Linked DNA regions of Sus scrofa: all the other regions are linked to region 3. Evidence: chromatin contacts called from public Hi-C and HiChIP or PLAC-seq data. All regions are on one chromosome and are shown on one strand. The core of a region is the stretch at or near the end of the contact, and the rest is flanking DNA. Distances in the headings are between cores, read along the strand shown.

Region 1 (2,700 bases), core at 194-2,693, 240 kb before region 3:
CACAGGCTGTGGAGCAGGGACCCCCTCAGTGCTCTTCCTTTCTCTCCTCTGTAGGAGATTACTCTTCTTCTGCCCCCTAAATGCTGTCACCTGCCAAGTTCTATTTTAGGGCTTCTCTGTGTGAGCTCCTGCCACCTTTTTGAGGCCTATTCAAACTTCTCTCTAGGGGGACTGTTTAGGGGACTTGCATAATTCTTTGTCGTACATTGCCCCTGGGTGACACACACTGCCAGGCACTGGAGATGCAGAGATGAAGAGATCATAACCCACCCACCTCCGCAGAACTGGAGGTGATAGGTTGAAGAGAACTGCATCTTCCTGCAGTGTCAAAAGTGCATGATCCAGACTTAGGAGTGGAAGGGAAAGGGTATAAACCTATCACTCAAGCAAATTTTGCTAAGTACATGTAAAGTATTGTCATCCCTCAGTCTTTTGGGCTTTTGGTTCTAGAACTCCCCCGTCCCCTCTCAAAATCTGGATGCTCAATTCTTTTATATAAAATGGCATAAGATTTGCATATAATCCACACACATCCACATAATTCAAATCATCTCTAGATTGCTTATAGTACTTAATACAATGTTTAATGTTATGTAAATATTTGCTGGGTGTGAGCAAATTTTTAAGTTTTGCTTTTTTGGAACTCTATGGACTTTTTTTTTTCTTTCAGTCTTCTTGAAGAACCCTTGGATAGGGAGGACTGACTGTCTTTTTGTTCCTCCATCAGTGTACAAACCTCATTAAAAGACATTATTGTTGGGAGTTCCCATTGTGGCTCAGTGGGTTAAGAACCTGACTAGTATCCATGAGGACTCAGGTTTGATTCCTGGCCTCCGTGGGTGGGTTAAGTATCCGGTGTTGCTATGGTTGTGGCATAGGCTGGCAGCTGCAGTGCCAATTCAACCCCTAGCTCGGAAACTTCCATGTGCCATAGGTGCACCCCTAAAAAGGAGAAAGAAAAAAATATATATAGTTAAAGGCCTTTTGTTGTCAGTGCAGTGGCTCAGGTTGCTGCTGTGTCATGGGTTTGATCCCTGGCCCAGGAACTTTCACATGCCAACCCCCCCTACCCCCCCAAAACCCCCCAAAACCCCCAAACAACCTACCCCAAAAACACTGTTATAGTATTCCTATGTATATTTAACCAGGTCTGTGTCAGTGGGCAATCCGTTTTATTTATCGTTTTTTGTTATAGTGCTGCAATGAACATCCTTGTACATGTATCTTTGCTTACAACTGCACGCACTTCTCATATGAATTTCTAGAAGTGTTTCTGTGGAGTCAAGGGCGTGTGCATGTTTTACTAAGTCGCCTTCTAAATGGTTGAACCTGGTGCCTTTTGAAGTAGGTTGAGGGTAGAAAACGTCGGAGCAGCCTGGCCTCCGAGCAGCAGGCGGCGCTCTGAGCGTGTCTCTGCGGAAGCGGCGGGACCGCGCTGAACGACTTCCGGTGGCGGCGTAGGCGCAGGCGCAGGCGCAGGCGCAGGCGCAGGGGCGCGAGCAGCAGAACCGACCCCCAAGGCCCCGCGAGCAGTCTGGCGCGATGCCGTATGCCAACCAGCCAACCGTGCGGATCACCGAGCTCACCGACGAGAATGTCAAGTTCATTATCGAGAATACGGACCTGGCGTAAGGGTGCTGAGGGAAGGGGCTGGCGGCTTCAGAGTGCCCGGGGCCTCGGCTCTGGAGGGGCGGGGGTCTGTCTTTCTTGAACTGGCCCCGGAGCCGGGGCTTTTGCTTTGGGAGCCGTGGGGCGCGGGGCCGGCTGTCGAGTCTGCGGTGCCCACGCGCCGCTTGGTTTTCATTCCTTAGGGTGGCGAATTCTATCCGGAGGGTCTTCATCGCTGAGGTGCCCATAATAGGTAAGCGGCCCTCGCCTCCTCGTGGTCAGGGCCACCAGTTCCCCCACCTCCCCATACCTTGGCGTTCCTGACTCCAGCCTTGTTTGGGGCCCAGGGTGGGGGCGCTGCGAAAACAGCAATGCTGGAGACTTGATCGGACCCCGTGCTCTTGCCCCAGGGCCACTGTGGCCCCTTCCCTGGCTCCCACGGGCCACTCAGTTCCACTCTTCGAGGTAAAGAGCACAGGTTCAGGAGTTTGCAGACTTGAGGTCGAATACTGTCTTTGTGAAACTTAGGCAAGTTATCAAACTGTGCTGCAATTTCCTCTTAACATTCGGACGCTAATAGTAGTTATCAGGGTGACGTCAAGGATTAAGTGGGGTAATCTCTATTAATTGCCTTGTATTTAGTGAGTGCTCAGTACCGGTAAATATCTTTTTATGAATCTGTTCCATCCACTGAGTTTACAGAGCTTATAAGTACCAGGCAGTGGTGCGAGGCACTGGGAATGCAATCAGTCTGGTCATTATACCATAAATTGTGATATGGGGTTCCCGTCGTGGTGCTGTGGAGACGATTCCGACTAGTAACCATGAGGTTGTGGGTTCGATCCCTGGCCTCCATCAGTGGGTCGGGGATCTGGCATTTCGGTGAGCTGTGGTGTAGGTCTCAGACAGGGCTCGGATCCTGAGTAGCTGTGACTGTGGCATAGGCTGGCAGCTGTAGCTCTGATTCAACCCCTAGCCTGGGAACTTCCATATGCTGCAGAGGTGGCCCTAAAAATCAGAGGGGGAGAAAAAGCACTATGGATCATAAGTCTGTGTTGTTTTTGTGAGATTTGTTTAACTTTGAGGTGTTCA
Region 2 (2,700 bases), core at 7-2,506, 130 kb before region 3:
GCGACTGTGTGTGTGCGTCTTTGTGCCGTGGACCCACTCAGGACGCTCAGAAAGTCAGCCACAATTACTGTCCCCACAGGGTCCGTCAGGGAGGCAGGGACCAAGCATAGGAGGGAACCCGAGACAGTCTGTGTTCAAATCCTGGCTCTGCCGCTCCCTCACCCCAGACCTTGGCAAGCCTCTTGGTCTCTCTGAGACTTAGTTTTCTCTCCTGTAAAGTGGGGGCTATCCTAGTTGCTATTTCCAGGGCTGCTGAGAGGGATCAGGGAGAAGGTGTGAGTGGCTTGGCCCGCTGCCTGCATGATAAGCGTCGCTGTTAGGCCCCTGCTCACAGGCGTCCTCAGCAGCTCTCTAGACAATTTCTAACAGGACTTGGCCAAGAGTATGCCCTTCAGAGCTTGCGAATGCCTGGTCCGGCAGCTCACACACCAGTGGTGAGAGCTGTGTCTAAGAACGTTTAGATGGGAGCCTCAGCCTGGCCAGACGGTCAGCACCTGGGGTCAAGGTGAAGACAGATTTCTTTCTTTTTTTTGGTCTTTTTTTGCCTTTTCTAGGGCCACTCTCGCTGCATATGGGAGGTTCCCAGGCTAGGGGTTTAATTGGGGCTGTAGTCACCAGCCCAGCCTAAGCTAGAGCCACTGCAACGCCAGATCTGAGTCACGTCTGTGACCTACGACACAGCTCACGGCAACGCCGGATCCTTAACCCACTGAGCAAAGTCAGGGATCGAACCCCCAGTCTCATGGTTCCTAGTCAGATTCGTTAACCACTGCGCCATGACGGGAACTCCATGAAGACGGATTTCTTAGCTCCAGGGCCGCCAAGCCAGGCTCTGGGGTGGTCATCCCTATGGTGACCACCAGGGGTCATGATTGGCCACTTCTGCCTTCCTCCCCGGTCCTGCGCCCGCGGACAGCCTGCCCAGGTCAGAGGGGACACCCACGTTCCCACCAACTGTGAGGTCGGACACTTCCAGCAAGAAGTGCATTTGAGGCTCTGACTTGGCTCTCCCACCTCTGTTAAAGAAGAACATTGGTAAGTTTTCCCATCCCTCTGTCGGACCGTCCGAAGCCTTACGCTGCTCCTGGAAGAAAAAGGGGGAGAGGGCCTCTGGTTCAGCTTCAGCCCCTCGCAGTCACTGCTGATGTCCTCATATTGGAGCCCAGGGGCTCTCTTATTGGCTTGTTCCCTGTTCCTCCCCAGGCTCCCTGGTCCAGAGGATGCTCTGCGGAGAAGCTGGCTGTCACAGGCTCCTCAGACCTTCCTTCCCAGCAACGGGAGCCTCTGGTCTCAGGCAGGTCCTGGATTCACTTCCTCACCCAGGAGCCTGGCTGCAGGAACACACCGGCCCAGAGCCTGTGGGCTTGGCTGCTTCCTTAGGAGGGGCGTTAGGGGAAGGTGAGGGGTGTAACCCAGGCTGGCATGTAGGTTCCTTACGAGAGGGCGCTTGCAGCTGAGACCTCAGTGGTGAATAGGATGGGTAGGGGAGGCTGGGGGCTGGTAAAGGGAGAAGAGAGGGGGTGCAGACACGTGGGCTCAAGGGGCAGGGTGGCCATGGGAGGGGGAAGAGAGAAACTATAGGGCTAAGAAGGGGCCCATCATGGAGCTTGGGTAGTAGGGAGATATTGAAGGTGTTTGACCAGGCAGGTTCCCCATCCAAGTGGTGTTTTCAAAGGATCACTCTGGCAGTCGGTGGAGACAGGTTGGAAGGACCTCCAGGGAGGAGTAGCTGTCTCTGGCTGTCCTTGTGTGGACCTGAGATACTGGTGGGCCACCCCACCCCCGGTTGTGCTGACAGTGGGAATGGAGGGAGCGTGAGGCTCTGAGGAGTATTGGCAGGGGGAACACACAGGATGGAATGCTTGACTGGGTGTCGGGTGTGGGTGGGAGTCATCAAGGCTAATACTTGGGCTCCTGGGAGATGGGGTGGCCTGTCTGTAGCTGTTGGCCACAAAGGGAGAGCAGATGATGTATCCATTGTATTGATGTAATTTCTTTTTTTTTTTTTCTTTGTCTGGCCGCACCTGTGCCATATGGAAATTCCGTGGCTAGGGGTCGAATTGGAGCTACAGCTGCTGGCCTACGCCACAGCCACAGCAATGCCGGATCCAAGCTGCTTCTGCAGTCTATACTGTGGCTTGCGGCAACACCAGATCCATAACCTACTGAGCGAAGCCAGGGATTGAACCTGTATCCTCAAAGAAACTATGTCAGGTTCTTAACCTGCTGAGCCACAACGGGAATGCCTAATTCTTTATTTTTAAACATGAAAAAAAAGTAAATTACAGAGAATATAGCGGATAGGCACACAATTTTGACAAAAATATAAAGCAAATCCCTATGTTAACCCCCCCCAAACCCCAGTCCCCTTTCTCCATAATCCACCTTCCTGCACGATGCAGAGAAACATCCTGACATTTTAGAGGCGTCACTTCCTCACTCGTACTGACAGTTTTACCATCTGTATCTGCATCTCTGAACCACCCAGTTGTGATTTTTCCTGTTTTGGAAGTTTATACAAACAAGACCCATGTGTCTTCAACTTATCATTAAGTTTGTCAGATTCATTTGCACTGCTGTGTGCAGATAGAGTTTATTCAAGTTCATGGCTGTATGCTATTCCAGGATGTGACCACCCTGCAAGCTGTGACCCCATTCTCCTGTTGATGGATGTTTGGGATGTTTGTGGATTGGGGCTAT
Region 3 (2,700 bases), core at 12-2,511:
CCTCACTGCCACACCCCCTCTGCAGCCCTGTCTGTTCCTGCTTCTCATGATTTTCCTGTAAATAAACACACTTGTAATTTGCCATTTGTACATCATTTCACAGGCTTCAGCACCAGCCCTATTCTCCTTCCCTTCTTTATCTATGACCTGGGATGGCCTTTGCACGTCCTGCCTTATTTAATACAACAATGCCATCCCCATTTCACACAGGGCTTATTAGTGGCTGATAAGAAGAGGAGCTAGGCTTCAGTCCCTTGCAGTCTAGTGTTAAGACCTCAAGTCGTGGGCTTGCCATTTCCACTGTGTGAGTTGGGCCACCCTCGCCATGGGGCATGGGGTGGGGGCGGGGAGGTAATGTGTGTGTGTGTACAGGGACCCTAATTTTGCAGACAGCATATTGGAAATTCTGAAAATGTAATCTGTCCAGAGCTGCTTGGCTGTCTCAGTCTTGACCTCTGCTCAAACCTCATGGGACAGGATATCTTTCAAACACGACCACAGTGGCTCCCCTCCCAAGACATTTTGTGACCCCCGCCTCCGTTCCTCTGGCTTCTGCGGATAGCGGCCCTTCCCTAGGCCCACCCCACCTACAAGCCCCAAAGGAGGTCGACTTTTCTCCGATTCCTGGTTGGTGGTCCCGCTAGGGGTGCAGTCCACTCTTCCATTCGTCGAAGCCGCGGCCGTAGGCACAGCCCTTCCCGGCTCCACGACTGACTCGGAGCCGGAATCAGACTCCGTTTCCCTCTAGGCTTCCGGTGGGGGGTCCAAGCCGGCATCAGAGCCAGAGAAGAGAGGGAAAACCCTCAGACAACAGCAACACCGCCTCCCGAGCAAAGTGGAGCAGTAGGAACTACAGCAAAGTGATGACTGAGACCAGCTCCCCGCTTCGCCCCAACCCGAAATGAAAGGATCCCGGCTTCACGCCGCTCTCGATGTCTCCTTCCCATTGGCTATCCGGGAATTGGTTTTCCAATAATGCGGAAGTTGATTGGTCAATCTGGGGCGGTTGCTAAAGCGATTGGTGCAGCCGCCATTGGAAGGCGTCTCGAAATTCGAGGAAGAGATGGACAGTGGAGGAAGGGGTAAGCCTGAGGCAGAGGCGGAACCAAGGAAACTGCAGCTCGCATTGGTTCACTGAGGCAGAGGGGCGGCTCCTGAACGCTCCTTCCTCATGATTAGTCCAAGTCAGGAAAAGAGGGCGGGTACTTAGGGAAAGCGGCAGAAGCGCCTTTTTCTATTGGTCAAGTCTGGAGAGAGGCGGATCGCTCGCGGCTGCTGATTGGTGCGGGAGGTGAGGAAGGAGGGGCTCTGAGCCGGAGGTTTTGTTGTGAGGGTCGGTTGTCAAGCAGCAGCCAATCAGGCTAGGGGATGGAGGTAAGTAGGGGTCGCGCTTGGAGCAGAACCTCGGCCTCCGGACCCGCAGCTGCAGGTGGAGTGGGTGAGCGGACGAGAAAGCGAGGGGAAGATGAGCCCTGGACTAGGCCGAGTCAGGCAGGGCCAGACCAGGCTGCGGCGGAGAGGGCTCCGGGCGGAGGGAGGCTGGAGCCTGCTCCCCGCAAGCGAGAGGAGTGGGAGGATTAGGCGAGGCGGAGGGACCAGCCCCAGTTTCGGGAGGGGCGGGACCAGCGTGGAGGCCAGAGACGACAACCGGGGAGGCCGGAAGCAGAGCCGGAGGTCTGCAGGAGGAGGGGTTATGAAGGGGAGAGTCAATGAATGGGGATACTGATAGCGAGGGGAAAGGGTCTGGCGGGGCAGAGGCCAAAACAGGATGTGCTAGCGAGGGAGACACAGGCGGCAGTGAGGAGGAGTGAACGCTGGGGACCCCAGGAGAAAAGGGACAGGGAGGAGATGGTTCATGAAGAGGTTTGGAGGAAGGAGGTAGGAGGCTCCATGAGGTCGCCTTTTAGAGTTGAGGAGTCACTCCGACTCATGCCCACCTGGAAGCCTCGTTCGCAGCACTGCCCTTGAGAAGTGCAGGCACCTGCAGTAGTTACCTTGACACAGATTAGATCCCACAGGCCCTCTTTGAGGGTCTCCCTACAGAAGACTTCAGTACCTATCTCTAGGGTGCCTCGTGAGCCCCTAAACTTAGCCTGTGACTCCACCCCCTTCCCATACGTCAGATGAAACAGTGACTCCCAGAAATCTATGGGAACTGCAGACATGTGGTCTTCCCCGCCCCACTGCGGCTCCTGCACATTAGGCAGCCGGCCTCCTGGAACAGAGCCTCCACCATCATCTGGCCTCTGGGATAGACCTTTTTCCTTGTGTTCCAAGTCACCTTGCCTGAGGTGCCCTCCATCCAGATCCTCAAACACAATTTGCAGTCGGGCCTTGGCTTTGGTGGGTGTCTGTCTTTATCAAGTGCCCTTGGTGATCCAGGGAGCTGCAGCTCCAGTTTTCCAAACCTAGGGACCCCCTGAATTCCCATTGAGTGTTTGCTAACAAGCCATCACCTCTGTTTGTGTTCCAGCCTAGTGTTGAGCTGAAATGGCTCAAGCCTGATGTTCCATGACCCAGGATACCAACAGGCACGCACGGGCTGCTGCTGTGGATGCTTTAAAACCACAAGGTGGTACAGGCCTGGAAGACCAGACATTCCCTCTGCCTGGATGTGTGGAAACTCCCTGTCAACTTGATTGGCGGATCTGGGGGGGATCCACCCCCACCCACAAGGAAAGCAGTCTGTTTTGTGGGTGC
Region 4 (2,781 bases), core at 191-2,690, 220 kb after region 3:
GGAGGCCCCCTCTGATCACTCAGCAAAGAGGATGAGAGACTGGGGTAAGGGAGGCAAGAGGCGGTCCCCACCTGCACCGCACCCCGGCCCTTCCTCTTCCCTGGGAAACCGAATGAAAGCCGATCACCTCCCCACCAGCACTTGCCCGCCAGCCCAGCTGGGCTGCCTCCTGTCACCCCTCGTGAGGAATGGCCAGGCCGCTGCTGCCGAGCGCCCGCCCCGCGGGCGATTGGGCCCGAGGAAGGCCCCAGGGCAACAGGCCGGGCCCGGGAGGCAGCTGCGCGTCAAGGCCGGCCTGGGCCGCCCAGGAGCTCAGGAGGCCGCCGGGTCGAGCCGGAGGGAGTGGGGGGGCGGCCGGGCCGGCTGGGGAAGGGGTGCGGCGGGCGCGGGAGTGGCCCCCAGACGCGGTCCCGGGCGCCCCGCCGCTCACCTGCTCCAGGCCGCCCGCGGGGTCAGGCGCGGGGCGAGTGGCGACTGGCTGCTCTTTCGGCCGCCCCTTTATTCCGACTCCATCCGCTGTAGCGCGGCCTACGCGCGCTGCCAATCCCCGGGCTCGCGTAGCGGCGGCGGCCGGCCTGGGGGCGGGGAACGGGCTAGCGGCGGCCGGAACCGAGGAAGCGACGTGCGCAGCTGGGATAGCGGGGCTGGGGCGGAGGAGCGCTGGGAGGGCAGGCGGGCAGACGGACCGATGGCCTTGCAGAGACCGGCGGACAGGCGGGCGGCGCGGGGGCCAGGGAGGCGGGGCCGGGGGAGGAGCGGCAGCTGGGGCGGTGGCGGCTGCGGGAGGAGCGGGAGGCGCGGAGCGAGACCGCCCCCTGCCGGGGACCCCGCGGCCGGGCCGGGTCGGACCGCCAGACGCGCGGGGCCGCTCTCCTGCGGTCTGGCCAGCACGCCTCAGCTGACCCAGGGAGGGCGCTCTGCTTCCTACCACCCTACTCGGCGTTAGGGGTGGGGGCTCCCAGAGCCCAGCCCCTGGCCCGACCCCTGAACCTGAGAGGAGGGGCCTCCTAGACCCTCTGATTTGCTGGAACTGACCGGCCTCTGACTGCTCAGCTCGCTCTTTGAAGAGGTGTCCCCCGGAGCTTAATTTTGGGCCAACTTGGGAAGGGGCCCCGGGGACTCTGACTCGTCCAGACCGCGAAGGGCAAGGAGCTCCACTGGGTCTAGTGCGCTGACCGCTGACCCAGAGACTATCCGTTGCTGGGAGGTCCAGAGTTGCTGCAGACAGAGCAACGGGCAGAGAGGTCAGGGCCCAGAGCGATCTGTGAAATGGGCACACGGAGGGTGGGAGTTCCGGGACGTTCCAGGTAGCTGTCAGAGCGCGGCGAGCCGGCAAGCAGCGTGGTCTGGATGGGTAGTCTTTTGCTACCTCGCTGCCGGGCCCCGCCCCAAACCCCGCCCCGAGGCGGTGCTAATCCGGGCCCCGCCCCCGGGAGAGCACTTCCGGCGCAGCGGAATTCCGGGTGCGGCGCGATTGCTGGCTGACCCGCCGTGTTGTCGTGGAGGGGGGCCCCATGAGTACGGCGCCCCTGGTGGGCTACAGCAGCAGTGGCTCCGAGGATGAGGCCGAGGCCGAGGCCAAGGCCGGGACCCGGGCCCAGCCGGGGGCTAGAGGCCGCAGTCGGTGAGGAGCGAGGAAGTCTTATGGGGAGAGTATGAGATAGCTCCCGGAGCTCCGGGGCCGGACCATAGGGTTCGGGGCTGCTCGAAAGGGAAGAAAAAGGGGCAGTGCGGGGAAGGAGGATCCAGAGGACAGCCCTGGACAAAGCCCCAGAGTACCCCCGCCTGGCTCGGACAAGGTTAGGAGGCAGGAAATGTGAGTTCGGGTCCAGTCTCTGCCGCTGGTCCACTGTCTCCTGGCGCGCATCACTGTACCACACTTGGTCAGTTTCCTTTTTTGGAGAGTGTTTTCATTCATCCATTAAATATTCATTGAGATCCTCTCTGTGCCAGGCTCTGGACTGGGGACTCCGCAGTGAGCGACACCATCGAAGTCTTCTACTTTGTGGAGCTTCCATTCATAGTTGCCAGGCCTGCTGTTTGTTGAGTACTTTACAAAACGAATGTCGGTTCATCTCACAGCAGCCCTATCGGTGGAAGTACGCTTTAGAGATGAGAAAACTGAGGCCCCCAAAGGGCCCCTGACTTGCCCAAGACTACAGAGCCACTCCAACTCAGGCTTGTCCAGTTAAGGCTTGTGACTTCTAAACCACATGTTGCAGCCTGCGGGGTTGTTGGGGTTGTTTCCCTGCTGAGGTCTGCCTCCTGGAGTTGTTGGGAGCCCCCCACAATGAGACAGTACTAGGGAAAGAGCGGTGTGGTTATCTAGAAACTGCTTACAGCACCTGGTGAGAAATAGACAAGCAGAGTCACCTGGTCCAAGGGGTTACAACTTTCATCGAGTGTACAGAGGAAGAGAATGCCAGGAGGCTAAATGTGCTTGTTTTCTTTTCTCTTGCAGGGGCCAGAGCCCTCTTTCCAGCCAGAGGTTGCCAGTACCGAGAGCGTGCTGCACATGTTCCCGGGCACGGAGGAGGGGCCTGCAGATGACAGTGCAAAACATGGGGGCCGGGTGCGCACATTCCCCCACGAGCGGGGCAACTGGGCCACCCATGTCTACATACTTGTAAGTAATGCGGGAGAGGTGGGTAGCTGACACTCTTGATGGGAGGGAGCTGGCCCCCACCTGGAGGAAGAAGTCAGAAACCCCTGACTTTGGTGGTGGGAAAAAGATTAACTCAAGAGAGAGAGAGAACAAGTTTCAAGAATTAGGGAATATTT

Evidence for each region. Hi-C and Micro-C count contacts between places; a contact is called where the count stands out from the background. HiChIP or PLAC-seq counts read pairs in DNA pulled down with a chosen protein or histone mark.
Region 1: a Hi-C map of mesenteric adipose tissue shows a contact between it and region 3, with 1.6 times the contacts expected there. The contact joins the promoter of POLR2C here to the promoter of KATNB1 in region 3. A contact is called at or near these places in 2 of 47 Hi-C or Micro-C datasets (mesenteric adipose tissue and retroperitoneal adipose tissue).
Region 2: a contact with region 3 is called in a Hi-C map of retroperitoneal adipose tissue, with 2.3 times the contacts expected there. The contact joins the enhancer-like site here to the promoter of KATNB1 in region 3. A contact is called at or near these places in 1 of 5 promoter capture datasets (liver), 23 of 47 Hi-C or Micro-C datasets (alveolar macrophages, blood, embryonic fibroblasts and 13 more) and 2 of 2 datasets of contacts at active chromatin or transcription factors (alveolar macrophages and skeletal muscle).
Region 4: an H3K27ac HiChIP or PLAC-seq map of alveolar macrophages shows a contact between it and region 3. The contact joins the promoter of USB1 here to the promoter of KATNB1 in region 3. A contact is called at or near these places in 1 of 47 Hi-C or Micro-C datasets (liver) and 1 of 2 datasets of contacts at active chromatin or transcription factors (alveolar macrophages).

What each region holds. Positions count from the first base shown.
Region 1 is chr6:19,392,126-19,394,825 of Sscrofa11.1, forward strand. POLR2C (DNA-directed RNA polymerase II subunit RPB3) reads left to right here and starts at 1,444. Exons shown (of 9, transcript XM_003355801.4): 1 at 1,444-1,628; 2 at 1,812-1,861. The coding sequence starts at 1,543.
Region 2 is chr6:19,496,970-19,499,669 of Sscrofa11.1, forward strand. LOC106507576 (a long non-coding RNA gene) reads left to right here. Exons shown (of 4, transcript XR_001303646.2): 2 at 917-1,035; 3 at 1,204-1,398. Among named protein-coding and RNA genes, the nearest start is that of ADGRG1, 38 kb to the right of the region's middle. Within about 2 kb of position 1,257, at least 4 of the 83 cell types and tissues checked have an H3K27ac peak or open chromatin away from gene starts, as enhancers often do. A contact at or near this core is called in retroperitoneal adipose tissue and subcutaneous adipose tissue, where this site is marked.
Region 3 is chr6:19,629,094-19,631,793 of Sscrofa11.1, forward strand. KATNB1 (katanin p80 WD40 repeat-containing subunit B1) reads left to right here and starts at 1,262. Exons shown (of 20, transcript XM_021093935.1): 1 at 1,262-1,374; 2 at 2,474-2,700. DRC7 (dynein regulatory complex subunit 7) reads left to right here. Exons shown (of 18, transcript XM_021093921.1): 18 at 1-82.
Region 4 is chr6:19,850,580-19,853,360 of Sscrofa11.1, forward strand. USB1 (U6 snRNA biogenesis phosphodiesterase 1) reads left to right here and starts at 1,441. Exons shown (of 9, transcript NM_001244803.1): 1 at 1,441-1,624; 2 at 2,462-2,498; 3 at 2,501-2,622; 4 at 2,625-2,626. The coding sequence starts at 1,515. The region is part of intron 1 of CNGB1 (cyclic nucleotide-gated cation channel beta-1); the gene reads right to left. The region is part of intron 1 of ZNF319 (zinc finger protein 319); the gene reads right to left.